2 separate regions of the Sus scrofa genome follow, and region 2 is linked to region 1. A link is a contact called in public Hi-C data. All regions are on one chromosome and are shown on one strand. The core of a region is the stretch at or near the end of the contact, and the rest is flanking DNA. Distances in the headings are between cores, read along the strand shown.

The links. A called contact is a pair of places that touch in the nucleus more often than the background predicts.
Region 2: a Hi-C map of retroperitoneal adipose tissue shows a contact between it and region 1, with 2.9 times the contacts expected there. The contact joins the promoter of LOC110257199 here to the enhancer-like site in region 1. A contact is called at or near these places in 3 of 47 Hi-C or Micro-C datasets (adipocytes, mesenteric adipose tissue and retroperitoneal adipose tissue) and 2 of 2 datasets of contacts at active chromatin or transcription factors (alveolar macrophages and skeletal muscle).

Annotation. Positions count from the first base shown.
Region 1 is chr15:6,238,530-6,244,513 of Sscrofa11.1, reverse strand. No RefSeq gene overlaps it. Among named protein-coding and RNA genes, the nearest start is that of ZEB2, 1.3 Mb to the left of the region's middle. Within about 2 kb of position 3,148, at least 22 of the 83 cell types and tissues checked have an H3K27ac peak or open chromatin away from gene starts, as enhancers often do. A contact at or near this core is called in alveolar macrophages, mesenteric adipose tissue, retroperitoneal adipose tissue and 1 more, where this site is marked.
Region 2 is chr15:7,511,820-7,517,803 of Sscrofa11.1, reverse strand. It overlaps LOC110257199, which reads left to right and starts at 3,765. Exons shown (of 2, transcript XR_002339482.1): 1 at 3,765-3,897. The region is part of intron 2 of ZEB2 (zinc finger E-box-binding homeobox 2); the gene reads right to left.

The DNA.
Region 1 (5,984 bases), core at 1,899-4,398:
GAAAAGTAAGGGCTGAAAAGTTAGGATTTTTACAAACCTATCTTTGATTTCCTCTAAGTTTCTTCACCACCCACTTAAACCTGGCCTCAGTCGTGCATCCTTTAAATACCCACAGTTATAAGGCATACATTTCTTGTAAAGGGTTTAAATATCCCCAATTATAAGATATATATTTCTTACAAAGGGTTTGAATACCCCCACTTATAAGGTATACATTTCTTGCAAAGGGTAGGGTTGGAGGAATGGGGTAAGGATCACATCTAACTCTTCACTCTGGGCAAATTCTTTTTTTTTTTTTTTTTTTTTTTTGGTCTTTTTGTCTCTCTAGGGCCACACCCATGGTGTATGGAGGTTCCCAGGCTAGGGGTCCAATCAGAGCTTTGTCTACTGGCCTCCATCAGAGCCACAGCAACACAGGATCTGAGCCGTGTCTGCGACATATACCACAGCTCACGGCAACGCTGGCTCCTTAACCCACTGAGTGAGGCCAGGGATCGAACCCACATCCTCATGGATGCCAGTCAGGTTCGTTAACTGCTGAGCCACGACAGAAACTCCACAATGGGCGGATTCTTAAATGTCTCTTTCCTCATGAATATTCAAAGGTAGCAGTTGATCAAATCAGTTATCTAACACATAGGAAAAAATTCTGACTTTCATAAACTTAGAGTAATATTTTTTAGAAGAATCTTTGGGATGAGAATTTTTCTTGCTTGACCAGGAAATTCAGGTTGCCATTATGATCTTTAGGATGCTTTAGTCCACATCACTCATTAAGCAGCAATAATTTCTCCTTTATGGCATCTGTCATGCTGCACAGACCTTTGCTATATGCAAGCAGCTTGGAGGAAATATTTCTTTAAGTCTGACATGGACTAGGCACCACTTTTGTGACACATTTTTGGCAGAGAAAACTAACCTCAACAAACCAACTTCTTGCCAGGAGAACTGTGTACACACCTACAACTTGAGCCTTATTTGCACACCCGATGATGATAATAATTTTAAGAACTGGAAATTATAAAGGCTTGCTTGGCAGCCTCTTCGTATTGTGAGTGATAAATCAAACTCAGGGTGCTTGCCAGCAAAAAGTTCTTTCTTATCTGAGTAAATATATGAGGGTGGATCTGATACAGGCAAGGCAATTTGGGTAGAATATCATGATAGGTGCAATGGGTGGGCTTTTGAATTGTTTTATTGCCTTCCTCATTTGGGGTTTTTGGCTCACACTCATTTGTCCACAAGCAGTGTCAGAGGCTTTTCCCTTGTGTAGCAGATTTTCTTACCTTTTTTCTTTCTTCTTCACTTCTAACCAATAAAAATTAGAGAAGTATCTCTCTAGTCTCCAATCTCTCCATCTCCAATCAGCCATGCCTCTGCATACGTGCATCTGTAGAAGACTGCAAACATGAAGCAATGTTTTTCAGTCGCCCTGATTTCACAAGTGTGTAAATCCCCGAAATTCTTCCCTTTTACTCTGAGCTCTCATTTGGGTGTTTGTATAGTTTGCATTCTCAAATGCCACCTGTTGAAAATAAAAGTCTCATGACATTTGCAAATTCTGGTTCATCCTAGTTTAGCTTTACACAGCAGTCTAATTTCACAGTGCTTAGCAATTACTTTTATTAGTTACTCCACCCAACAACCCTATGATGTCAGGAATTTCATCTCTTCCTCTCATTCTTTTCCTCTCTCCTGTTCCTTTTTTACACATATAAACACACAAACATCCACTTATTATCCCTTGAATTATTTTAGTGAATCTCTGTCTGCATCCCCAAATATTCCATATGACTGAAAGTAGCAAATGTCTGAAAAGATCATTTCTGTGTGGATACAAGCAGCTGAAGCACAGGGAAATAGAGATTTTTTTCTCTAATTATATATTTCTTATTTTAGAAACAATTTTCACCAGAAGTCAGAAGACTTAACAGTCTTAGCTATGTGACTTTAAACAAATCATGTTTTCTCAGCCCGCCTCAGTTTCCTTCTTGGTTAAAAGAAGGCAAGTACATGGGGGTCCATGGAGTGTCTGAGACATGTGGCTGTGCATTAAGGTTTTCAAGGGGCATCTGTGAGGTCAGGAAAGGATTTTTCTGGGGAATCAGAGCCAGACACAGTGTTCTTCCTGTTGATCACACACCCTCTGATAATGAACTCGGGGGGAGAGAGGTAAGGCTGCATGTTTCCCCAAAACCTGCTGTGCATACTTGAGATGCACACTTTCTAAAAAGTTAACTTTGTCAAAAAAAAAATTCTTTTAAGCTCTTCAAAATTGATTTATTCCTGTTATTGTCAAAGATTGGCTTTCTATGGTCATTTGGTAAATAAATAGCTTCAAGGGGGAAACAAACAGCGATGTTTTGCTTTTCTACTGCCAAGTTTACAAGTTAAATTTCAGCCACGACGTGTACTAAGAGCTTAGTGCTTCAAATGGCTAGAGGGAACCTGGGACTCTTGAAAGGGGCAGGGCAGTATGTTTTCTGCCATCACTCACTGAGTCACAGAAGCAGAAGATGAATGCCTTTTCAGGAGTTCTGTAGTTGTGATTTCACTCAAGTTCCAGTGGTTCTCAACCACTTCTCTAAATCTGAATGAAGAAGCAGCCACAGGGGCTGTGTGAATTAGGATAAAATGCATTCTGATTAAGGGCCGAAAGTGGCACTGGCTGTGGATTCATAAACTTTACAGTATGCTCAACATGTTCAGTACATGGAGAGCAGCATATCCTAAGAGACAGGACAGAACCCCCAAAACACACACCCTCTCCCATGCCCCGGTAGCAGCCTAACATATTTGTGTTTAATTACAGCCTATTTCTTTTAGCATCTCTGCCTCCCGTCAGCCACCTCTGTGCCTTTGGAAAGGCAGGCCTTCCACAGAGCATGTTCTTTTTACAAGTGTTGTGACAAGATTGTGTTTTGGTTCCAAAGGGTTAATCCCAATGTGAATTCTTTGCATGTGTAATTTAATACTTCATAACTGCTGAAAATTGGAGTCCACATAATTTATTTTCTTTGGTCGGGCACATTTGCCTCATGCTTGGCCGGGGCTGACTTCAGAAAGACACACCTAAAGCTCTCAAGTGTCCCAAGTGGCCCATGTCAGTTGTACAGAGGGATTGTGGTACTTGGCCAGAGCCCAAGGATTAGGTGTTCCTGAGAAGGTTTTTTTGGCTCTACAAAGCCCAAGGATGTCATGGGAATAGGCTGCACTCCCTTTTCCCCCTTGAAGGCCACATATCAACGGGGTATCTAACCACTCAGAGACAGGCTTTACACAAAGGTATACATTAAAACAAATAGAACATGCAACCAGAAAGAACCAAAAGAGAGGGAGGAATTGCTAAGTGGAGACAGGAAACAATTGCTTCATTGTTGGGGCCGTGATCTTAGAATTGCAGAGTGCAGCTCCATCTACAGGACTATTTGCAAAGCTGGAGCTTTTTGCTTAAAAAGCAAGGCAGAACTTTACATGCCAGCTTGCCCTGCACAGGCTTCACCTAATTCAAAAAAACCTACTTTTTACTGAAAAATAATTGTCCCTCTTTGATTAGAGGGATTGAAGAGCGACACAGAGATAATAAGTGAGAGGGGAAAGCTGTTCAAGGGGGCTTTCATTTAGCTCTTTTTCTTACATTGGCAGTAAATATTCTTCTCCTCCTTGCAATACTCATTTAATCTCTTTCTTTCCTTTTCAACAACTTCCTCTCATTTGGTTTCCTCTCATTATTCTTCGGTTTGGGAGGGGGCATGTGTATTTTCCCATTCAAGCAAAATAGAAGGCTGTGTTTGTTTGAACACCGTTCTTGTACTTCCTGGCAAGCTTTTGACTTTCAAGAAGGTTCAGGTTTTTAGGTTTAAAGGAGCTGAAAAACTTTAAAGTAATAATTAAAGCCAACTCTGTAAGTGCACATTTTCCTCTTTCTTCCCCCCTTTTATTTTAAAACCCTTGCCTGCCAATGCAGTGGCTGCTGTCTAATGCTATTTCAACAGGAGACCTGGGTTTCAGGACAAGATCCAGGCCATAGGGGAGACTTGATGGCTCGGGGAATTAGTAATGGGATTTGGAGCCCTTCATTTCTAGGTCACTGGTTTGAATAGAGCCCAGGTCAGTAATGACTGAAAGTTGTTACCACCCGATGTCTGCTCTTCCCACACTGATCTGAGGTTGCCCCGCCACCCAGTCCCCGAGTGCCTGTGGCACATCTGCGCTAATGGCCTTCATTGACAAGTTGGCTGTTACAACTTTAGGCCTAAATGTGATGCAGACCACCTCTGCCATGTGCAGAAAGAGTGTCCACGCTCTGCCCAAACTGCTTCTTCAGAGGATAATGGAGAGAGAGAGACAGAGACAGAGACAGAGACGTAGACAGAGAGAAAGAGAGAGAGAGAGAGAGGAGCACTTTAAAGCTCACTTGTCTTCCTGATGATTCTGGGACCTGGTTCATCTATCCTCACACACCCAAGTCTTTTCGGCATTAGATCCTCAGCCCCTCACAGGTTAAATGCACAGGGAAGGAATACCAGGCTACAGAGTGCTAAGTTTGCAAGTACTCCAAATATGAATGTTTGGAGAAAATGGATTGAAAAGATCTGAATTGGGATTTTTTTTTTTTTTTTATTTCTAGAACCCAAAAAGATGACCATTTGAAAATAATGCTTGCTGGATCCCAAATCTAGGGGGAAGCAGGGTATTTCCTGGGCTTACATTAATAGAGGGTATGAAAAAAGTAATTACTGCTTTGTGCCTTTTCTTTGTTTTATAAGAGGAGAAATGCTTTCTGCAAGAGAATGGAGAGAGGAGTGGAAACTATAGAAATTCAAGGACAATACAATATGTTGGCATTCTCAGTGGCCCCTTTCTGCCAGAGTCCCCCTCTATCCTTTCTGTGAGTCAACTCAATGTGGAGCTCACTGAGGTTAAAGAGAGGGGAGGAGCCGGCCTGCCTCCTGGTGGGGACCAGGCTTCAGCAGAGAAGGGCTAAAGCTGCTTACAGATGCACATTGGTCCCTGGTCCCCAGGCTGCAGCCCACACAGGCCTGGCTCTGTCTCTCCCCTCCTGGCTCTCCCTTCCCTGTGTGGAGGTGAAGGCTACCCCAAGAAGGAATGGTATATGTATAACCAATTAAGAAATTACAGTCACATCAAGACCCATTTATATAGGGCTTATATTTAGATTTCCTTTCAGAGAAATGGGTTTTTAACAGCATTGATTTTTTAGTAAGAAACCAATTACAGGTGCTTACCACATTGCCCAGATACTGGATGAGAAGTTTTAACTAGAAAATTCAGTTAAAGAGGGCAATGGAAACACAGCCTGATGTTCCCATGTTTCTCATTTATCACTTCTGTTTCTACTTTTATTTCTCCTAGATAGTGTTTTCTGTTTGTTTGCTTTTTATTTTATTTTTTAATTTTATTCATCATGCTGCAAATGCAGACTATTTGCCTGCTTTGACTCGTTCATTTTCTTTTCTTTTTTTTTAGGAAGAATCATCTTCATTTTTGTAGGGAATATGGAAAAGCAGTGTGGCTCATGTAAGTACTTTTATTTACTCTTATACTCATATCCTTTAGCCCACCAAGCTCTACTCTGACACTGAAGGCAGTACAACAGTAACAGACATTTCCCAGAGGGTCGCAACCCGCTTCCCACACTACCAACAGGGCCTGAGCCAGTGGTTCGTTGTGTGCTATCCACTTTCTGCCTTTTCTTAGGAGAATCCAATTAGGAACTGATTTTGTTATTATGAGAATCATAGAGTTGGATGGAGACTTAAAAGTCATCTTTACCAGTTTCTATAAAGATGGAGATCTAAATTTTGCTTGAATGCCTCTTGATGAGGGCTTCCCTCCTTTCCCAGGCAGCCTGTTCCATGTTTGGTTACTATCAGGTAGGTTTGGAAATGGGGCTACAGCAGTTTAAAAGATGCCTTTATAAAGTTTGGGGTCAAAATGAACGCTAACAGAATATGCAAACC
Region 2 (5,984 bases), core at 2,516-5,015, 1.3 Mb before region 1:
CCAATGCTAGAATTCAGTTCATATATGAAGTAAGAATCCACTCCCCTGAATATATGAACAGGTCTATTCTTTTGACAGTTTGGAGATCTACATGTTTAACTCTTGCTCACATTCATGGGAGTGGACACAAACATTTCTCGTGAAATCTCATTAAAAGAATAGGATAGAGTATTTTATTTATGCTGCAAGAAGGGGTGTGTTTTTCAAGTGTGATAGTATACAAAACTGGCAATAAAACGTATTCTTGCTCAGTCACCCCTACCTGTATCACTCTTTTTGTCTGTGAAAATTATTTGGTATAAAGGATACTGAGTAAACTACTACTACTCCTGGGGGAAAAAAAAGGCAATTTATTTCAGTTAGTAAAACTGTCATTGCTAAGAAAGTGTGCTTAAGGCAGGTGGAAATGTGTATGTGTTTTACTCCAGAGATTCAATTTCAGATTTTTAGTGCAGTCTCACTTGTTACTAGCAGCCATACCTTCACTTGGCTGAACAGTTTTTCCCTCTTTTGCAACCTTCCTCACCTTCCTCATCACAGTCTCCCAAAGGTGTTTTATGAATGGAGGTAAAAATAACCTTGAATATCTCAAATTATAACCTTTTTCCGTAATGAAAAGGCAGTTTTCTGGCAATAGACAATTTCTTTTTTCATGAAGTTGTTCCAGCAACCATGCTTGTTTGGAAGTTTCTTAAAGTGGTAACATCTGTGCTCCTGTTGGGATGAGATGTCATCCCACAAACCTTTCTACGAGCGGGTTTGTCTTGAAGAGAAAATAAAGTACCTGATCCGGGGCCTTAGTCAGTCTTAGCTCCCGGTATCTTCACACTCTGACCCACTGCGCGTTCCTTTGGCCAGAGAGCTGCTTCCCATGGCTACCTCCTCAATATAAACTTGCTAACTAATCTCTTAGCAAACACTTGAAGCCAACCTGAAGGGAGAAAAAGAGGCAGAGGGGGAAACTAAAAACCCAGCAGAGATAAAGCTCAAGACACATTCAAATGGACACAGGAATCTAAATTTAGTACTGAACTTAAGTTCTCTTAGCTGTGGTCTGTGGAAGGGGGACTTTTATAACAATTGTTTTATTTTTAAGACTCAATCCTAATTTTGCTGCTGTCTCAACAGGGCTCACTTCAGCAAAAACTTCCTTGATTCCTTTTTTTCCTGCCCACAGGCCTATGCCCACCCTGACAGGTATTTGTAAGTGGTTTCTTTATAACTAAATATCTTTTTAATAATAGATCTTTTTAAAAGTCTACCCAGACTCTGTGCACACAACGTAACTTTTCCTCAGGAATTTATGTGAGGATCCACTGTCGGAAATAAATAATGACTTTCAACCAATGATCAAAGAAAAATAAATCTTTCCCCCTAATAAGACTTTTTAAGACTGGAATCCCATTTTTAAATGGATAATAGCTAAGAGGCTACTGGCAATCTATTTATTTCCAGAGCTGTGTTTTCACGTTGGCTACATAGAAACTAGAGGAGGAAATGAACACTGAGATCTTCGAAGTTGAAGCTTTTAAAATAAAGTTGGTAGGTAGTGTTTGAAAACATATTGTTCGGAATTTAAGTTTTAATATCTAGGAATAAACCGAGCATTAAATCAAGCAAAACTGTGACAAGGCCAATATGCACATGGACGATGCCAGGAAGGCATCTTCAGCTCTTTGTTCACAGCTTAACAAAACTGTGCCGTCACACCACTTTAGTTCAACAGTGCCTGTCGAATGGGCATCAGCAGATCAGCCAATGCCTGTCATACACAGAGCCTGAAGACGCTTTGAAAGCAAGGGCTTATTCGACCCCCAAGTCTAGTTGGAAAGTGGTGAGGATTTTAAATCATCTAGTAAAGACACCCACACCCCTCCATCACCACCACTAAAGTTAGAAGAAACAAGGATCACACACACACACAAAAAATATATATATATATATTGGTTAAAAAAAATAGACATAAAGGAGAAAAAAAATGCACTCAGGCAAAAGGAGCGGCTTTTGTGTTTGTTTTCTTTGCAAAAGCAATTTTGAAAGTTTGGCAATCAGAATTTTTCTCAAAGTGACCGTTCCTGATAGTGAAATAAAAGTTTAATGCCATGTCTATTTTAAGTCTTTGCCATTTTTTCTTGGCCTTTAAATAACTGAATATATGTTCTTCCGTTATCAGGACAGGAGGGCGTTATTTGACAAAGAGAACTTGCAACCCCGTGTTATTCAAAGGAGAATCTTTTCAAATGAAATTTCTGCTAGGTGGCTGTTTTTGTTGACAAAAATGCACTAACTATAGAACTGACAGTCTCCTGAGTTCTGGTCTCTGGGAACATTTAACCTGCTTCAGAAGAGAAATCCAAGGAAACAAACCTGGTCAAGAGAAGGGCTGTTAACGTTCCTACAAGTTAACAATTAGGGAAAAAAAAAAAAAAAAAGACCCAAACCTCCTTATTCACCTCCTATAACTCTGATCATGAGATTTGGCTTTCAAGCTTTAATAAGTGCTAAGGAGGTGCCTCAGAACTTTCCTCCTGTTTAATTAAATGTGCCCACTCCTCTTCAGGCATCCAATCAGATGAAATGAGAGCAGACCCGGGAGCAGGGCTGGGAAGCCCTAGTGGTAAGAATTAGCTGAAGGTGTTCTGAATCTCTCGACCTTTCAAGTTCCTCCAGGATACGTTGCCACTGAGATCCACACAGGAGCTGAGATCTCCCTTCCACTACAGTTGAAAAGCGATCACTCCCAACCCCTTTCCCCTTCCCTCTGTCTTTCACTCTGCTACTGTCAGTTCGCTGCCTGTACTTTAGCTGTCTCTTTTCCAGTCTCTACCCTGTCAGTTTCTGGCCTGCCAATTTCAACTTGAAGCTTGACTGGGCTGATTTGATGCAAATACCTCCAGGGAAAACCCTGAAACTGATGAACAGTTATGTCAAGTCGATTTTGCACCATCGGGAAAAGGTAACCTCTGCGAGAAAAAAAACAACAAGGTTAAAGAGACAAGGGCTTTTCACGTGTAATACCTCTGCTGCACATCTCGTTCACTGTTTACCATCCCTCAGAAATTGTAACTGTCAGAATTAGTCCTAATTGCAGATGCGAAAGCTGCCATTATAATAAAAACAGAGGCAGTGCAGGCATTAAATGTAGCAGCCTAATTTGTGAGACTACAGAAAAGGTAGAGTAAATGAATATTTCATTACTTTAATTACCAGGGACTACTCTTTTCTTGCTGTCTTATGATAAGTGTTGCTGTAACTAGCAACAGCAAACATCCACTAAAACATAAAGTGCAATAATCGGCCTGCTGTCAGGATCACCGATTTAAAATACGAGCCGGGAAAAAAATATAATGGTTTATCTATTTCTTAGAGATTGCAGAAGTAGAAGATGAAAATTCATTTAATGTCAGGGGGAAAAAACGCACACACAAAGGCACCAGTAAACAGGTTTTAGTCAGAGAATAATGGCTCCTCCAAGAGAGAAGAGGGAAAAAAAAAAAATCAGTTGGCTATACATTTGAAGTGTTAGCCCCAAAAGAATGCTGCAAAGTGAAAAGTAGGAGGTGACAGTATTTGGACTTTTTAAGGCAAAATTTTGTTTTGTGTTGCACAATGTAATTGCTTGAACATTAGAAAATAAAACTCTGGTGACTGGGGGGAAGACAAGAGGAAAGCAAGTGGTTTTCAAATGATTAAGCAAAAGTGGAAAAAGTTCAAGCTGGCAAAAGTTTATAAGCTCAGTCCATTTCCATCTAAAAAAGACTAGATAAAGCCTGCCAGAAAAAGATACTTTGCCTGCTTTTTCGGAGGACTGATTCATAAGATTTGGGGAGTACCAATAATTATTCACCCCTGACACCTTGAAAAGCCCTGGGGATCCGCTCTAAATGTCAATTTCAGGTAAAGGGGCAAAGTGGGGGTGGGGGTGCCTGGAAGGTGGGAGGTGGGAGGTGGGTGCGGGTGTGGGGGGCGTGCTGGAGGAGGTTACTGAGACTGGCTGAAGCCAGCCTGTCTCTGCATTTATCACTTTGTCCCAGAGGAGGTGTTTGTTCAACACAGCAGTTTGACAGCACAAAAACACTGTGGCCAGAAGCCCTATCAAAGAACCTACTGACACATATCATTTGTGGTCTTGGTTTCACAGGGCAAGGCTACCTCACACTTTATCTGTACAAGTATAAAACTCCACACATTTCTAAGTGTTCCGTAGGGTTTAATCCTCTCCCCTTTTCTTTTTTTTAAATACTGTAAACACTACTTTAAAATACTATCTTTATTCAGAAGTCCTGAATGCTGTTTTAAAAAACCATAATAATTTGCAATCAATTTAGCATAATCTGTTCTAAGGTTGGTAATATTGAAGGAAAACGAAGGAAAACAGTTTAAAAGCACAAAGCTTGTAATTTATCCTAAATAATACACTTAAAGCTAGATTAATAGGTGCAAGTAAGTTTTGTAAGTCATGTGGCCTAGGGAACACTTTTTTCTCTTACAATAAATCCTACTAAACAGGAGTCTAAATTAATTCTTCACCTCTACTATTTTTGCTGAAATGCATCTCATTTACAAGCTATAGGATTGTAGTGAAAGTTAAGAAGAATCCCAGACTTGAGATCCTAGGATGCATGTGTCCATGCATGCACACTCACATTGGTTGTGTTTAGTTTTCAAATTCCCAACAGCAGAGCAAAGGTGGTGGAAAATCTTTAGAGGACAACCATTTTGCTTAGAGATTTTCCCCTTTTAATGGGTTTATTTATTATGAAAACACAGTTTACTGAGTTCTTTATGTATAAACCTCACCTCTTAAAACTGAGAAATCTCATGATGTGAAACACTTCCATTGATGTACTTTGTGTCTAAAATAGAAACTTAGGTACTTCCAAGAATAGGCAAATTGCAAAGTTTCTTTGATTACAATTACTCAGGAATATAAAACAATCTAAATTAAATTTAGGTTTTAAAAAACAGTGAAAGCTAACTACTGCATTTTATAGATCACTTAGGCACTAAAATCCTTGAAATTTACTCATTTATTTAAGAGGGGAAAAAAACCTCAGGTCTTAAATAGCATGATATCTTAATCTATGGATCTATCATTGATTATTTTGGGGAGGGAGTGTCTATCACCTTGTCAGGTGTACCTTTCTTTCTCAGAGCTGATTATAAAGAGAAATACTAAACAGTATAGAAAGAACAAAAATCACTGTATTGTCATGTTAGCAACATTAAAGAGGAATCCATTATATGTTTTGATGTTAGATTTGCCTTTTTTGTCACAGGAAATCATTAAGCCAATTACCTGTTAGCAAAGGAATGCAGTCATCTACCTCTATCACCTGAGATTATTTTAAAATGTTTCTATTTTATCCTCAAGATTTTAAAATGCACCTTCACATATTATTCTTGGGATAAATAAAACGTGCTGAACTGACCGGTTATATGTTTATTGTTTGCTTGAAAGAATGTCTTCATTTAAGCGGGACTTAAAAAAATTTAACTTCAAAATATTTTAAGTTCAGAATTAGGTCTCCTCCAATTTAGAGTGTGTGTGGTTTAAGCTGAAATAACACACAGCAACCAAGAAATATGAAGAACAACTAAAAATGGATAACATATAATAGAACATGACATTTAGTCTCATGGATTATAATAAAATTATCTGGAGTTTTAATTTTATAGTAATGTTTTAAAAAATAAAGGCAACTTAACTAGGTATGCCAATCTTTATGTACTGTCTTTTACTAACTACTTCAGATCGCATCCCCTCAATTCAGCTCAGTAACAGAACTAAATTTGTACTAAAAAAAAAAAAAAAATCAGGAATCATTATGATGACTGCATTCTCCCATTGAAAAAATGAAAGCAAAGTTCAATCAGATCTTTCTCACATGTTCGCTCCCTTTCCACCCCTTACGTGTCCCTGCTGCTTGTTCTTCCAAAGTCTGGTTTCCAGAAGCCCATGATAATTTCTAACCAAGACTGCA